Regions from separate parts of the Mus musculus genome. Here all the other regions are linked to region 3. Evidence: chromatin contacts called from public Hi-C and promoter capture Hi-C data. All regions are on one chromosome and are shown on one strand. The core of a region is the stretch at or near the end of the contact, and the rest is flanking DNA. Distances in the headings are between cores, read along the strand shown.

Evidence for each region. Hi-C and Micro-C count contacts between places; a contact is called where the count stands out from the background. Capture Hi-C pulls out chosen DNA fragments and counts their contacts.
Region 1: a contact with region 3 is called in a promoter capture Hi-C map of pancreatic islet. The contact joins the promoter of Capn6 here to the promoter of Pak3 in region 3.
Region 2: a Hi-C map of cerebral cortex shows a contact between it and region 3, with 4 times the contacts expected there. The contact joins the promoter of Rtl9 here to the promoter of Pak3 in region 3. A contact is called at or near these places in 4 of 39 promoter capture datasets (the 3T3-L1 cell line, hippocampal neurons and liver) and 2 of 484 Hi-C or Micro-C datasets (cerebral cortex and cortical neurons).

Annotation. Positions count from the first base shown.
Region 1 is chrX:143,825,733-143,828,721 of GRCm38.p6, forward strand. Capn6 (calpain 6) reads right to left here and starts at 1,680. Exons shown (of 13, transcript NM_007603.3): 1 at 1,477-1,680.
Region 2 is chrX:143,098,250-143,101,313 of GRCm38.p6, forward strand. Rtl9 (retrotransposon Gag like 9) reads left to right here and starts at 1,345. Exons shown (of 2, transcript NM_001040434.2): 1 at 1,345-3,064. The coding sequence starts at 1,345.
Region 3 is chrX:143,517,282-143,520,027 of GRCm38.p6, forward strand. Pak3 (p21 (RAC1) activated kinase 3) reads left to right here and starts at 1,310. Exons shown (of 16, transcript NM_001195048.1): 1 at 1,310-1,482.

The DNA of each region.
Region 1 (2,989 bases), core at 430-2,929, 310 kb after region 3:
AAAGTATATTTTGAAACAAAAAAGAAGAACTGTGAGAAGAAGGGCAGCATGCAGACAGAAAGAACAAAAATATATTGTTCTCTTTTTGCAACAATGTACATAGAAGTCTTACATTTGAATTGCAAACTGTCAGAAGGTGATATGATTTGAAATCAAGGCTAACCAAAGAAACTTTTGGGGTCACAATGGAGCTGTTTTCTGCTTTTAAATTTAGGAACGGAAAATTTGCAAGGATATAGAAAGTCTGCTTTTTAACCTATTCCTGACCATGTAAGCCTTTAAGCTGTTCCCTGGACCATTGGAAACTCTCACAACGAATAAAGAATGCTGCTCAAGTACAAAATACTCGCCCCTTTGTGTATACCCAAGCACATGAGTGCATAAGTATATGCACAAGTATATGTGCATGCGTTCCTGCTTGCCTGTGTGAACACACACACACACACACACACACACACACACACACACACACACACGAGCAAGAGAGGGGGCGAGCATGCACAGAAACACACGAGGAAGTTGTTAATTAGTAACACCCCCAAATTTTTGTTTATTCATTCAGGCCATAAAGAGAGATCTTAATTCCACAACAGAGATGAGCAAATGAATCATTTGCTGAAGTTTAATAAAAATATAATACAAAGCATGAAGCATTTTGCTGTGACAGGCAGAACAATCAGCATTTTCCAATGTGATTTTTACCAAACTTTTTTCTAAATTCTCACACCCACTTGTTTCCATTGCAATGCGTGGCAGTTCCCTTTTCCTGACCCTGGCTGAAGCCAGCTCTGGTCAAGTCTCCAGTTAAGCCCCAACAAAAGTGGAGTGGGGTGGAGTGGGGGATGGGGCCTTCACTGCAATTCAGAATTTAAACCAAAGATAGAATCAGAGGGAAACCAAACCAGGCCCAGGAACTGATAACAGAATAGCAAGATCAACCTGTCACCCGGGCAGGAAGGTCCCGAGGCTGTGCAGACAGGGTGTTAAGATAGCTTAGGCAGCCACTCCTTCATTGTGTAGCAGCCAGTGGCCTGTGCACACAATTTCAAACTCTTACAGAATGTAGGCACGGAGTGTGGCTCCGTGATTGTGCCTGAATTTCAAGACTTTGCCTATCACTCTGCATCCAAGGAAAATAGATGAAGCAGTTAGCCAGCCAGCTTCTCTCTTCACACTCTTCTCCCAGGTTTGTTCTTGTTGACCAAGTGTTTACGAACAGAACATTCACAGAAAAACGGACCAGCTCGCTCCCAGAAACCGTTTAGCGCAAAACCATCAAAATCACTGCGTTGAGCCCCCCAGATTCCAACTCATTTTAGATGTTTCAAAACGGCTATTAGCGTAAACGTGTACACAATTCTATCCAGACGAACCCTAACATTAATAGGTGCAAAGTTTGTTTAACTTTACAGCTTAAGTTCCTTTGCTCTGAAAATAAAACTGTAAACTAAATTTGTGGGCGCATGCTCTACTCACCTGAGTTAGCTCAGGAACCCTGCTGCTGCTGCTGCTGCTGCTGCTGCTGCTGCTGCTGCTGCTGCTGCTGCTGCTGCTGCTGCTGCTCTTAGCCAGGTAACCCCACTAAGTCTGTTCGGCCAGTGCAGCTGAACAAAGATTCTGGCTTTCTTAACCTGGAAACTATTTGGGCTGTACCAAGCTCTGCTCACAGGGGGAGGTGCCTCACAGCAACTTCAGGAGCCTTTGCCCCGCCCAGCACTCAGAAACTGATCCTGAGTCACGAGGAAAATCTGGAAGGCGGCCCTGCCAGATGTGCAGATGGGATGCCCACTCCAGATCCACCCACCAGTAAATTGGAAAACCCAGAAAGCCACATTTGAAAGGCCTTTCTGTTTCAAGGAGAAATAGGACTTTCAGGAAATGGGCCTGATAGATTTCTAACTCCTCTGTCCCAGGGGCGGGGGCGGAGGGGGGGGGGTGGGCTGCAGACATGGACATTACTGAAGAGAGAACATGGAGAGCAAAAATGTTCGAATGTTGGCAAAGTTCTAGTGAGCTAGGCTGCAGACATGTCCCTAATAGCCACTTCTATGATAGCAACGGGGACTTCGGCATCAAGTGGGAATGAAAGGGCACCTAATAGGTTGCAGGAGGATAATGGTCACTTTGTGAAAAAGCAAGTAACATTTGGCCAAAGGCAGAGAGAAGGGAGGTGAGTGGAGTTTGATTCCATGGCAGCTGCTAGAAGCTCGATTTCTAGCAACAGTGCAGTGTCGAGATTCTGCCAAGCAGTGTCTGGTGAAAGGCAGAGCAAATAGCTGTTTGCTGTGAAAGACCAAGCAAGAAGTGTTAGTGGCATGCTCAGCCCGCTCTAAAATAACTCTGTTGAATCCCACTTGAGGCCCGGATCTGCCTTTCCTGAGGTTTTCATTGAGACACAGTTTAAAGGCTGCGATTCTGATGATTTTGGGTGTCTATTTCACGTTCACAAAATTTTAACACCACCATCTTCTCATTCGACAGATTTCCTGCCCTGTGTGCTGATTACCATTGCATCAAAAATTAACACTCTCTGTCTCTACGCCTCTACCAATCCATGCTATGGTTATTTAAAGATCTGAGAAGTGAAGGAAGACAGGTAGAGGAAAAGGGAGGGTTGGGAGAAAGAGAGGGAGAAAAAGAGGGAGGAGGGGGTGGGGAGGGAAGGGGAGAGGGAAAAGTATGCTTTCCCTACTCACTGGCTGCATACCAATATTTTGTTTTATGAAACAGATCTGAACATTTCTATAACTAAATCTCCAAGACTCTCCTCTGACATTTCCTTTGTGGCTTTTTTATACTAGATGGAAATCAGTCTAGAGTTGGGGTAATACAAAAGGCTAGAAGGAGAATTGGACATTTAAATATTGTCACCCAATTTGGCTCAAGAGCAAGCTATTTCTTAAGCAAATATGACTTATGTAGGACTTTGGCATTGTAATTAAGGGAGGATGTTTACTCTAGGCTTATCTACAGCCATCATTTCAATCTC
Region 2 (3,064 bases), core at 95-2,594, 420 kb before region 3:
GGATTGCCCAGCATCTCTGAGGGGTTGCTGTGTAGATGTTACAAGGCAGGTAAAGTGCCTAGCAGAACTAATGAGTGCAAGAAATGCTTGCTGTTGGTAATTCTGCTCTTAGTGTTCCAATTGTTACAGAGGCCCAAAGCCACGAAGTTGATGCTTTCTTTGACATTGCCCCAAAGTAGCCAGTCTTCTTTTTTAGGGCCATGATCAGGTTACAGGAACATGTTAATCTTAAGTAATGTGTATACATGGGTTTCCAGCTCGTGTGCCAGTGCACCCCTTTTGTGGCTGCTTTGGGAAACAGGTTAGAGAGGTGAGGCTATGAGAGTGGCCAGCCCCCTTCTTAGGTCAACAGGAGAATTTGAAATTTCTGCATACTGGAGAATAAGCTGCCAGTGATCTCTAGGCTAGGATGTCAGACAAACAACTACACGCAATGTCAGGGATACCAAAAGATCAAGTAACTCCAAGGAAAGGGTGAAGAGGCAAAAGATACCATCACAGTGTTCCTATTTTAGATGCAACTCTTGTTAATCTTAGAAAACTGGTACAACAGGCATAGTAATACTACTTAAGGTCCAAATAGAACCAGGCTTGTAATGTCATGCACATCATAGGCTGTTTAAAGTTCTGTGAAGTTAAAGTTCTCTGTCATCCACACACCTACTACGTAAGCAATAAGTAGGATTGTAGCTGTGGCTGTTAATAATAATGATGATGTTAATATTAAGCAAGGTTTTGCTTTGCAGAATGCTATTCTTAGTCATTGATCAGATAAATGTGCTATGTTTCCTGAGAAAGACATTAATAATACTAGTAAAATCTGGGTTAAACCATTGGTGGGATTCAATGACCATTAGGAACCAATAATTATCATGGAGTACAGGGCTCTTTCATTCCTGCCTACCAGTACCTAGGTTGACTTGCCTTTGAATAACTTAGGCAAAGAATCTGAACTTCTTGTAATTGGCCAGAAGGTGGTGCTGCTGACTCATTTGAGACAGGGCTTCTCTGGCTCTGGAGCCCACTATAGGCATTTATAAATATGGAAGCTGTGCTGTATAACTGGGTATGGGTTGGTTTAAAAGAGGACAGAGGTTGGAAGGATAGTTGCTTCAGCTTTGGGGATATTTGTTGCTATATATTTTCTTCAAACTGATAGACCCACTTTCAAAGCCATATATGTGACAACTCATAAAAGCAGCCTCTATGAATCATTGGAATATATTTCTAAAATTGGTTTTTGACCTTTAATCTTTCCTCTTGTTTACAGATTTCATTGATTTGTGGGTTTCATCAGTGCCTCTGATGTCAACACATTAGAGTCTGCAACCCTGCCTTGTAGCCATGGCAGATATGTCAATACCATTACATTCACTACGCTTCAACAATATGATGAAGGAGGAAAATGGTGACCCTCAAAACAGAGGGGCAACTTTCTCTAGACCAATGACAGAGACCAGAGCAGAAGTTCAAATCCTGCATTCACAGTTGCAGTTGCCTGTTGTTTCGACTTCAGCCTCAGATCTCGAAGGGACATCTACACAGCTGATGACATCGCCAGGCTTTGACAGTCTGTCCACACCTCTCATGGGAGCACCACACTCTGGGACGTTGTCCCCACCACTGATGTCAGCCTCAGACTCTGGGACACTGTCCCCACTGCTAATGCCGGCCTCAGATTCGGGAACACTATCCCCACTCCTAATGCCAGTTTCAGACTCTGGAACACTGTCTCCACTGCTAATGCCAGCCTCAGATTCAGGAACACTGTCCCCACTGTTGTCTACTTCAGACTATGGGTTAATGTCCCCAGGGATGATGTCAATACCTGATTTTGGGACAATGTCATCACTAATGGCAGCCCCAGATTCTGCAGAGATATCACCATTGGCAATGCCAATTCAGTCCTCTGGAGTGATATCTGCACCTATAATGAGCACTTCATCCTCCGAGGCATCGTTAATGCTAGGATCAGATCCTGGTGAGATATCCCCACTCCTGATTCCAGATATGAACCCTGGAGTGACATCCACACCACCAATGACAGCTCCAGGCTCAGAAGCAATGTCCCCACTGCAAATTACAGATGAGGACACAGAAGCAATGTCCAAAGTGCTAATGACGGCTCTAGCTTCTGGAGAGATATCATCACTGCTAATGTCAGGCACAGACTCTGAAGCGATATCTTCTCTGATCATGTCAGCTCTAGCTTCTGGGGAAACACCAGCCCAGCCAACAAATCCTCCAGAGTCTGAAGGGATACCCACTGTGCTCATGTCAGGCTCAGACTCTGCAGTCATGTCTTCACTGCCTATGCCAGTTTCTGGCTCTGGAGCAATGCCTACACCACTCCTGTCAATCCCAGATGCTGGAGAAATAGCCACATTACCAAAGCCAGTCCCAGATGTTGAGGCAATGTCCCCACTGTTAATGACAGCCCTCACCTCTACAGTGATGCCCAGTCAACTGATTTCAGCATCTAGTTCTGGAGTGATGTCCCCAGATACAACACAAAATATCAACTCTGAGGTCATGTCTGCTCCACCAATAAGAGTTTCATCCACTGGATTGATGTCCACACTACCTGTGAGAGCTTCTGATACAGCGGCAACACCCATACAGCTAATGAGAGTCCCTGCCTCTGGAAATATGTCTACATCACAAAAGACAGTTCCAGTCTCTGGATCAATGTCCACTCCACTGATGGCTGTCACAAGCCCTGGAGCAATATTCACAGAACAAATGCCAAGCACAGCCTCTGGTACAATGTCTACACATTTAACAATGCCCCAAACACCTGGAACAATGCCCATAGGTTTTATGAAGTCCACATCAAATGGAGCCGTTTCTGCACAGCAAATTAGATGTTCAGTTTCTGGGATGATGTCCACACAGCCAGTTATAGCTACAGCCTCTGAAATAATGTCTGTGTCACAATCAACAGTCCCAACCTCTGGGTCAGTGTCCACACAGAAAACCCGAGCTCCTGTCTCTGGACCAATGTCTACAACCCAAATAAGAACCACAGCCTCAGCGTTGACATCTACACCACAAATGAGAGCCA
Region 3 (2,746 bases), core at 60-2,559:
TAATTCTGCCTGTGAATTGGAGATTGAGGCCTAAAATACTTTAACTCTATTGAATACATTACTGTGTGTGGTACACTTAGATGCATCAACTTAACTGAAAATGCTTTTGCAAAAATCATATTTTAGTTAGTACTGTCGACTTTCCTCACCGTACCAATGACTTTGAATTTTTTTAAATGTTTGTTATTATGTGTGTTCATGTATGTTTGTGTGTTCATATATGTGCAGATTTCTGGATGTCCCACCTATTAGCATGTAATATTAGATAAATCTATGTAATCTTGGTGAGCTTCAGTTTGTTGTTTGTAAGATGGGAGTGATAGCATCCTCTCTGTCTATGTCATAGGGATGTTATTGTAGGAAAGTTGTGTGGCTAAGGTGTGCTTTGTAAATCTCAAGGTGCTCTCTGAATGTAAGCTATTAGGCCAATACTAAAAAACAGTGGAGAAGTGACTTTCAAACAAGGTTCCAAACATGAAGTTCGTCAAATATTGAATCACAAAAGAAAATTGCCTTTTACAATTGTTGTTGTTTTTTTTAATCTTTAGAGATGCACACAGAATCATATTGGTCTAAAGCTGAGTTCATAATAAGCAATATTGCTCTCATAAGGAAGCTAGTCTTAGCTCTTATGTAAATGAGTACCGCACTTCTTCAGGGGAAAAAAAAACCAGTATGAAGATTCTGTGACATTCAGGTATCAAAGAAGCCTGAGTAATATTAACTAGGAGAGTGGACTACAAGGTGGATTCATTATATCCCACCTTGGTTACAAGCACAGAGATAAAGCAATAGAAAGGAGAACATGTAGAATGTCGGGTAAGTTCTGGGCAACCAATTCATGAGTTGCCCTAGTGAAGACAAAAATTATTTTCTTAGTAGTCCAAACAGCATCCAGCCCTGTGATACATTCAGAATGATAGTGATAGTGATTTTCCTTAGTTTCCTTTCTCTTTGGGTATAGATAGGGATTCTAGTGACAGGTGCAGATGCAAGCTACCAGAGTTGGTGGGGGGAGGCTAAAAGAGGGGATCCCGTGTCTCCTCTTCCCTTAGCCTCAGGTCGGAACAGTCAGGCTTGGGAGACTTCGAGGGTTTCACTTCCGCCTAGTTGCAGGAACCGCAAGTTCCAAGCTAGGTCGGAATTGGAATAGTCACAGTCAAAATACACCCAGATGCTCTCACACACACAGGAGCGTGCGTGCATCCCCGGGCCATGGGGTGCACGTGAGCCCACACTCCGCACACCCAGCCCTGCCTCTAGCCAGAGCATCCTCAGCAGCTGCCACTGAAGCAGCCTCCTCCTTCTCGTCGTCGTCCTCCTCCTACCACTGCTGCTGCTGTGATCGCCTATCCCCTCATCCTTCTTCCTTGCCAATTCCTGTTCCTCCTCCCCGCATCCCGGCTCCTCCTGCCCAGCAGCTAAAGGCAGAATCGTCGGCAGCAGCTTTCCTTCTCTCCTGCCTCAAAGAGGTTGAAACAGGTCTGTGCTGGGGGCGCTTTGTTGCGGGTTGCTGGAACACCGGTGGCTCCCAGAGCCACTGGGAGGAGCTCCGGGCAGGCAGAAGGGGGGATTATTTCCCAGTTTTCTGTGTTCCTGTATGAATAGATTGGGGGAGATAGTGTAGAGAGGCACCTCTGTCCCTTTGCCATTTCTTCTCCCTTGGTTCATGGCGAGAGAGAGCACTGAAGCTACTCGGACTCCTGCTCCCGCCCATCCCTAAAGCTCTTTCTTTGCGCCCCCACTTCCAGCATCCACTTCCCAAAGCTGAGCTTCCCCTTGTTCTGGGAGCTGAGGGATGGGGGCGGGGAGAGATGGATGGAGTCATCCAGCCGGGCACCTGGGGGTCTGGGGCTTTGTTACACAGGACAAAACCAGTCCTTAGCAGCTTCTAGAGCCTGGCTAGGCTGCTGTCTTCTAGTGATGTGGGGTGTGGGCCCCTGCACATTAGGGAAGTAAGAGAATGTGAGGGGGCACTCCCTGTATGTGACTGGGCATACAGGAATGCAGTACTGTGTGCCAGGGACGTGGTGTAGATTTTGTGTGGAATTTTGTATGAGTTGGACTGGTGCATTTGACTCTCTTTCTCTCTCTCTCTCTCTCTCTCTCTCTCTCTCTCTGTCTCTCTCTCTCTGTCTCTCTCTCTCTCTGTCTCTCTCTCTCTCTCTCTCTCTCTCTCTCTCTCTGTCTCTCTCTCTCTCTCTTTCTCTCTCTCTCTCTCTCTCTCTCTCTCTCTCTCTCTCTCTCTCTCTCTCTGTGTGTGTGTGTGTGTGTGTGTGTGTGTGTGTGTGTGTGTCCCTGTGTGTTCTACGCCATGGGGCTGGGCTACTCTTGGCATTTCATGTCCTTGGGTCTCATCCCATGCCAAACCAGACTGCAGCAACATGCAGGCAGGCTGATCAGGTCCAACCTGTTTTGCCCACATTCGAATGGGTGATGATGACTTCAAAGTGATGGAAATCCCCCGCCCCACGCTGGGTCAGTTACTTAGTACATTCTGCATGAGAAATTGTCACCTAGGTTGACCAAACCCTGGTGGACATTTTACACCCTACCCACAGAATATTCGGAACTTTCTTAAGCAGGTTCTCTTCTCTCAGCCAATAAGATTCCAATGCTCTTAACAGTGAACCCTGAGTGCCTCCCCTACCTCTTGTAATTAGTGGATCCTCATGTCTTTACTGCAAGGAAGTTTGTGTTGTGCTAGGACGAAAGTTGCACGCTTAGAGCAAAGGAAGCCAATCAA